Linked DNA regions of Mus musculus: region 1 is linked to region 2. Evidence: chromatin contacts called from public Hi-C data. All regions are on one chromosome and are shown on one strand. The core of a region is the stretch at or near the end of the contact, and the rest is flanking DNA. Distances in the headings are between cores, read along the strand shown. Region 1 holds the start of Capn1 (calpain 1). Region 2 holds the start of Rbm4 (RNA binding motif protein 4).

The links. A called contact is a pair of places that touch in the nucleus more often than the background predicts.
Region 1: a Hi-C map of B cells shows a contact between it and region 2, with 6 read pairs. A contact is called at or near these places in 1 of 39 promoter capture datasets (the SN4741 cell line) and 1 of 484 Hi-C or Micro-C datasets (B cells).

The regions. Positions count from the first base shown.
Region 1 is chr19:6,013,540-6,016,744 of GRCm38.p6, forward strand. It overlaps Capn1 (calpain 1), which reads right to left and starts at 1,708. Exons shown (of 22, transcript NM_007600.3): 1 at 1,567-1,708; 2 at 662-929; 3 at 457-526; 4 at 50-168. The coding sequence starts at 928. Gm10814 (predicted gene 10814) reads left to right here. Exons shown (of 5, transcript NR_045783.1): 2 at 690-817; 3 at 1,330-2,273; 4 at 2,778-2,944.
Region 2 is chr19:4,792,656-4,795,889 of GRCm38.p6, forward strand. Rbm4 (RNA binding motif protein 4) reads right to left here and starts at 1,354. Exons shown (of 4, transcript NM_001290122.1): 1 at 1,161-1,354; 2 at 1-165. The coding sequence starts at 154. Gm21992 (predicted gene 21992) reads right to left here. Exons shown (of 3, transcript NR_157185.1): 2 at 1,161-1,354.

The DNA of each region.
Region 1 (3,205 bases), core at 458-2,957, 1.2 Mb after region 2:
CCTAAAGTCAGCTATTCCTCTGGCCCAGGGAGGGTGCAGGGACCTTCACCTGGAAATGAAAGATGCCAGCGTAGCCATCCTGAAAGCTCTGGCCGTAGGGAACCACTCGGTGCAGAATAGTCTCGTTGAGGGTGAGGGAGGCAATGGCAGCCAGGAGCCAACAGTCCCCTGGAATAGGAAAGACCCTCATCAGGCTTGCTTTCCGGATCTGCCCAGGGGAGGGAGGTGCTGTGTATGTGGGATGCCGGGGGCCACCAGGGATTCCCTGGGTGGGGTACCCTTCATCTCCCCTCCGCTTACAGAAAAGACCCAGGAATCTGGGCGAACCAGCACCTATGCTGATAGTCAAAACCTGTCTGGACCTGCAGGAGGGAGGAGTTGGGGCAGTGCCCAATGGAACGGGAACGGAGAACTACAATGGGGCAAACGCCCAGAACCCCACCCCTGGGGGCCTACCCAGTGCTCCCTGGCAGATGTCTGTCCGGGTGGCTCCATCCACGATGAACTGGGGGTTTGACATCAGTTCCTACAAGACCCACGGTCATGTTCCTGGGCCAGTCCCTCCTAGAAACTGGTACCCAGACACCACGAATAATGGGGGGGCCCAGTCCCATTGCCCACCACCATCAGAACCAAGTTCCACCCAGAGTGGCCCTCTTACCGTAGGCCGCTTCCATTTGATGCCATAGGTTTTAGAGGAATGAGGACCCAGTTCCTTGAAGCCCAGGCTATGAGAAACCGGAGGGAAGGCCTCGTCTTGGAAGAGGACCCCACTCTGCAGGCATCTTGCCCGAAGCGTTTCATAATCCTGGCCCAGGTACTTGATGGCGTTTTCATGGCGGCCCAAGCCCAGCTCCTTGTCCCGCTTCTTCTGTACTTGGGCTGACACCCCGGTGCAGTACACAGGGGTGATTAACTCCTCTGTCATCCTGGGGAACACATGGGCCTGGTAGAGATGCAGGCCTTCCCAGGGATAAAACACAACTGCCTGCCGACATTCTCCTGGACTCATTCCTCCCCAAACATGGGTCACTGCTCCCTTTACAGTGCCTGGGACTCTCAGCCACCTTGTTGTTAGGCTCTCAGAATCTGGAAAGGGGTGTCCAGTTTCTAGGTATCCTGGTCACCACCTCTCTTTTCCCTATTCTTACCGCCCAGAGGTGACAGTTTGGTATCAGCCATCCAGGCAGGTAGGATAGGGTGGAGGCCAGCCACAGCAGCAGAGCAGAGGTACTCCAGGTACGATCCCTGACACCATTTGCCTGCCTGTAACTTCCCCTCCACAAAGCTGCCAAGCATCTAGTTCATTTGCCCCTTTCCTCGGCTTAGGAACTGAAAACTCCACGCACTGATGCCTTTCCACAAGCTGAACATCAGAGCACTGGACACTGGCCCAGCTACAGCGGACAGGTTGAGCTGAGCGCCTGGGTTGAGCTGCTTCCGGACCCTTAACCCTCAGGCAAACACACAGAAGACCTGAAGCAGGGGCTGATCAGCGACAGCCCCCTAACCCCAGAAGCAGTGGCCTGGGTCAAACAGTCGTAGTCTGGACACCCAACTTCTTACCTGGGGAAGGGGAGTTTGGGAGATTGCTGCGGTCCCTGGGGCTGGCTTCCTTGGTGGCAGCTCAGGGCAGGGCCCAACCAGGAAGAGCGCTCCTCCCTGCCCTCCTCCCTGCCCTCCTCCCCGCCCTCCTCCACCGCCCCTCGGCCCTGGTCCCTCCCTCCCTGGTCCTCCACCTACGCCCGAGGCTCTTACCCCGCTCCCTCTAGGCTCTCCCTTATCTCCCCCGCAACACTTTTTTACTATCTCTTACTTAGGGTGTCTTTCAGTCCCCTCCCCCCGCCCCCTTCCTCTGCAGACTCTAAGCCAGCTCTGCGAGAGGACAAATTGGTAAATGGCAGAGTTGTCTCCCGGGAGGAGCCGGTCGCCGGTCCGGGTGAGAAGGGTTGGACTGGGACAGAAGGGCACCGCCGGCCAGAGAGAGGGTAGGGCAAGGGGTATTTTTAACTAGGGCCGCAGCTCGAGTTGCAGAGCCGCCGGCCCCACCCTATGTCGCCCTCCGGGAAGGTACTGGGGACGATCCGGCTCAGTGACGCCGCCAACACAGTCCTCCACCCGCCTCCTGCGCCCCCGCGTGCCTCTGGGTTGCAGCTGTCTTCCAGCCCAGCCGGCGCTCGGCGAAGCAGGGATTACCTCTGGTGGCTGCAACTGCTTGCTGGAGCTGCCCCTGGCTGGATGAGAGCTGACTTCTGCCGGACGCTAGACAAACGGTAGCCCCACCCCGGCCGGTCCCTGCCGCAGACCCGCTGTAGGGCTGAGCCAGCTCCCCACCCCCTCACCTTAGGGCGCAGGCCTGCAGAGCTAGCACTCCGCCCTAGCGGTCTTTGCGCACACCCTGCATGGCCTTAGGTAAATCCGTGCCTCGATTTCCCCAACCGTGCAGAAAAAAAAGAGGGACAATGGCCTTAGCCAATCTTTGTGTAGCATTCTGGCCTTCTCTTTCAAGTAATTGGTCTGCGCACCTGGGATCAGCTCCCTTGTGGGGGTTACCTGACCCGGGAGAGGGCAGCAGAGGCCCGGAACACCAGGGCAGGCTCACACAGGACCTGCAGATCCCCCTGGGCGCACTACAAGAGTTTGGAGCATCAAGGATGCAGAGGGATTGGAGCGGTCCCAAGGCTCTTCACAGTTATAGAGGTCACAGCATGGCCGATCAAGCTACATAAGATGGACAAGCATTCATTGAATAGATGGTGCTTTTCTTGGGATTCTAGGCACCTCGACACTCCAAAAGTTAAGAGCTGACTGCGTCTAACTTTCGCACCTGGGCGTTATGCTCAGCTGGGCATGAGCTGATGAAGACGCCTCTGCCTTCATGGTTAATGGAGAGGAAGGGTTGGTCCACACACTTTCCCCGACTGAAGCCTCATCTAATGCAGGTGTCAGTAAAGGCAGGAACTTTGGCAAGGGTGGGGAGATGCGCGTGGCCGGGGGCGGGGGAGAGGTAGGGTGGTGCCTGAAGAAAGCCTAGGCAGGTAGAGGACATGAGGTGTAGCGGGTGTTGCTTACTCCGGGGAGAAAAGAGGGGAGAGTGGCAGGGTTAGGCAGATTCAGGGGTTCAGATTTTTGTTGTTTTATTTATGTGTGCACATGCATGCAAGTAAGCACAAGAGGGCAGAAGAGGGTTTCAGACCCTCACAAG
Region 2 (3,234 bases), core at 104-2,603:
TGGCATCCTCAGCGGCCGTCTTGTCCTCTATGTGCACAAAGCCATAATTCTTAATGATGTCACATTCCAGCACCTTCCCGTACTGCTCGAAGAGTGAGCGGATCTCCTGCTCTGTGGCCTCCCGGGGCAGATTTCCAATGAACAGCTTCACCATCTCCACACAGCCTGCAAGTAGAGAAACAAGATTTTTAGGAGAAGACCTCAAGTCCATAGCAACTGTTAAAAAAAGGGAAAAAAAAAATCAAATAAATAAATGGCTCCCATCATCTCCTTTCACTTTAGCACATAGTCCCAAAAGTTTTCTCCTACAGGCATGCTCTTACATCTCCAATCAGTAACAAATGTGGAGTTCAACAAGAGCCTGCTTCTATTTCTCACAAGAAGTTCTATAAAGAGGAAAAATGTAACAAGGCAGACTTTTGTAGACAAAGGGGATTTTGCGGTGTGGCTCCAACCTACAGCACGGTACATTATAGGCAAGTATTCCGCCACTGAGTTACACTTCCCCTGCCCCAGACAAAGGAATAACGCTCTAAGTTTTCAGCATAAATAAAAAAAATGCTACAGGTACTGAGAGCTACTCACTTTGACATTTGAAAACAAGATTCTAACTACTAGACTTGCTAATTATAATTACTTCAAATTAGCTCTTCCTCTCTTAGCAACCATTTCCGGAAAAGTGGGAATTTCACTCGGAGTAGTGAGTTCCGGGATCAACCAGATAAAAAGCAGGGAAATATAGAAAATGCCCGAGTAGGAGGAGTCCTCTGGGGTGGGGGTGGGGGTGGGGCATGTCATTACAGGCTCCTACAGAAGAACTGGTCAAAGACTGGTGCTACAGTTTGGTGAGGAAGCCAACAATGCCCAGGGCATGACAGATTCTCCAGCCTAAATCTAAGATTTATCTAGGTGGAAACCCCAAAGAAGATTGAGCAAAGCAGAGGGTAAGGTGGACAAAAGAAAGCTATTCCGGGAGTAGAGAACGAGGACTTGGAGGAAGGTTGTTTCAGGCTTACCGCACTAAGTCGAGGACCGATGTCGGCTCTCAGGGACGGGTGCGCAGACCGCAACCCCACTATGCCAACCCTGACACCCACCGGAGTCAGGTAAGTTTTTTTAACAGAGAAAAGAACACAGTGGAAGAACGTGGAGTATCTCACCGCATGGATACCTGCAGGTCCTCCTCCTTGCAGCGCGGACGGTTCTGACAAAACGCTAAAATGGCGGCGGCCACAGCAGTGACTCTGGGTAGAAAGAGGGGTGAACCTACCCACCGGATTGGCCGTTCGGTAAAGTAAAAGGCTGGCGTTCCCGGAGATCCTCTTCCTGATTGGTTACCCGGAACGCCAATTACCTGAGAGGCCAGGAAGAGGTGGAAACGTCAGTAACCTGGACCTTTTATATGAAAGCCAATGAGCACCCAGCCTAGTGAAACTGAAGCCACTGATTGGGCAAGAGGTCCATCTGAAGGTGGAGCTAGAAACGCGGAATTCTTCAAAGCGCGGCCAGCCATTAGGCAGAATGAACAAGGTGCCGTGCGTCAGTGGGGCAACCTGTAGCTTCGTGGCTCCCAACTTTGTTAAGCTTTCACATTTTGTCACTTACACGTGCACATCCTGACAAAATTCAAGTTCTGTCACCACAATTCCGCACCGGTCCCTAGCTGAGCGTCACCACGCCCCGCAACGTGGATATTGCATCAGTCAACCTACCCAGACCTCCCGGCGATAGCCAAGCTCCCGCCCCTACTTAAAAAGCAACCCCCACTTTCCAATGTAGTCCTTCTGAGTCTCAAGTTACCAAAATTATAAGTATCTTTATGTAATTTTAAAACTCTAAAACAGTCAGTGGATCCAGCTTCGATAACAGTTCAATGGCCCAGACAATAGGGTGGTCAGAGACGTAGGAGACACAGGGGTTAAGGTTCCCTTTAGGAAACAGCCTCCCACCTCCCCAAAAGGTGTGAAAAACAGAGATTGAAAATCGACACCCCATCCCACCCCAACTTCACCCCGCCAAGAGAAGAAACAAAAAACAAAACAAAAAACGGGAACAGCAATTTTTGATTTTGTTTGGTTTTATTGGGCTCCATTAGCCAAAACTAAGTTTAAATTCCCTAAAACTGACCTTGGAAAAAAGGCTTGTGACAATCAGCTGTAAACAAGTACAAACGAACATTCTTCACAGGGTCCAAATTCCCTCATCACATTTTTCTCACCCACTGGCTGCTTCACATAATCCCATACTCATTGAGCAAGCAACTTTAGTCATGACCCTCTGCAACGCAGCTTCTTAAGATGGAGATAACCGGGAAAGGTGCTGAATGGAGAACTTAAAGGTGAACAGGCAGAAAGCAGGGGGAACTTCATGAGAACAGGATGATTGGGAGTAAAATAACAAATAGAGCATACTACCTCCCAAAACTGCCACAAAAGAAAGAAAAAGTCAAACAAAAGGCAGAGACAGAAAATAAGCTACTGGATTCTATAGCAGAAAATTAGTCTATAATTTAAGGCTAGGAAATAGGCCCCTTAAAAAGTAACAATATGACATTAAATATGGCCATGGCTTCATTCTGCAGCACCTGAGACTGAGTAAAAGCCACCTGAGATCTGTAATACAAGTTCTGCTGTCCTGCACAGGCCCTTTCAGAGGGGATCTAAAATGCACAGCCACATCTCAATATGCACCCAGAAATGCATAGGGTATAGAAATCATTTTCTCTCAGTTTAATCATCTTTCTTATGCCAAAATTCCTGGAGGTTGGGGTTACAGTAGCAAACAAGACCAATTCACTCCACTAAACTGGACTGGCTCCCGGTCTGAAGGGGAAGAGCCTGCTAACAAGCCAAGGGAACCACTATCCCCACAGTGTGCAGACAGACAGACAGCCCTCACCCTGTGACCAATCCCCAAGTGGAAATAGTCTCCAGACAATACCACCGCTGGAGTTAAATGCCAGACGGTCTATACAGCAAGTCCCAAGCTTGCCAGGCCTATATAGTGTGACTTGGTCTAAAGGAAAAACCGGGGACGGGGATCCAAGCTTCGTGGTCTAACAAACCTACCCATCCAGTCTCCTTAGTTATTACCAGCCCTCCAGATAGACTGGCTTTATTGTCTCTACCTATTCAGAATACATTATTCAGGCCAGGCCTGTTGGCGCACACCTTTAATCCCAGCACTTGGGAGGCAGAGGCAGGCGGATTTCCAAGTTCCAAGCCAGCCTGGTCT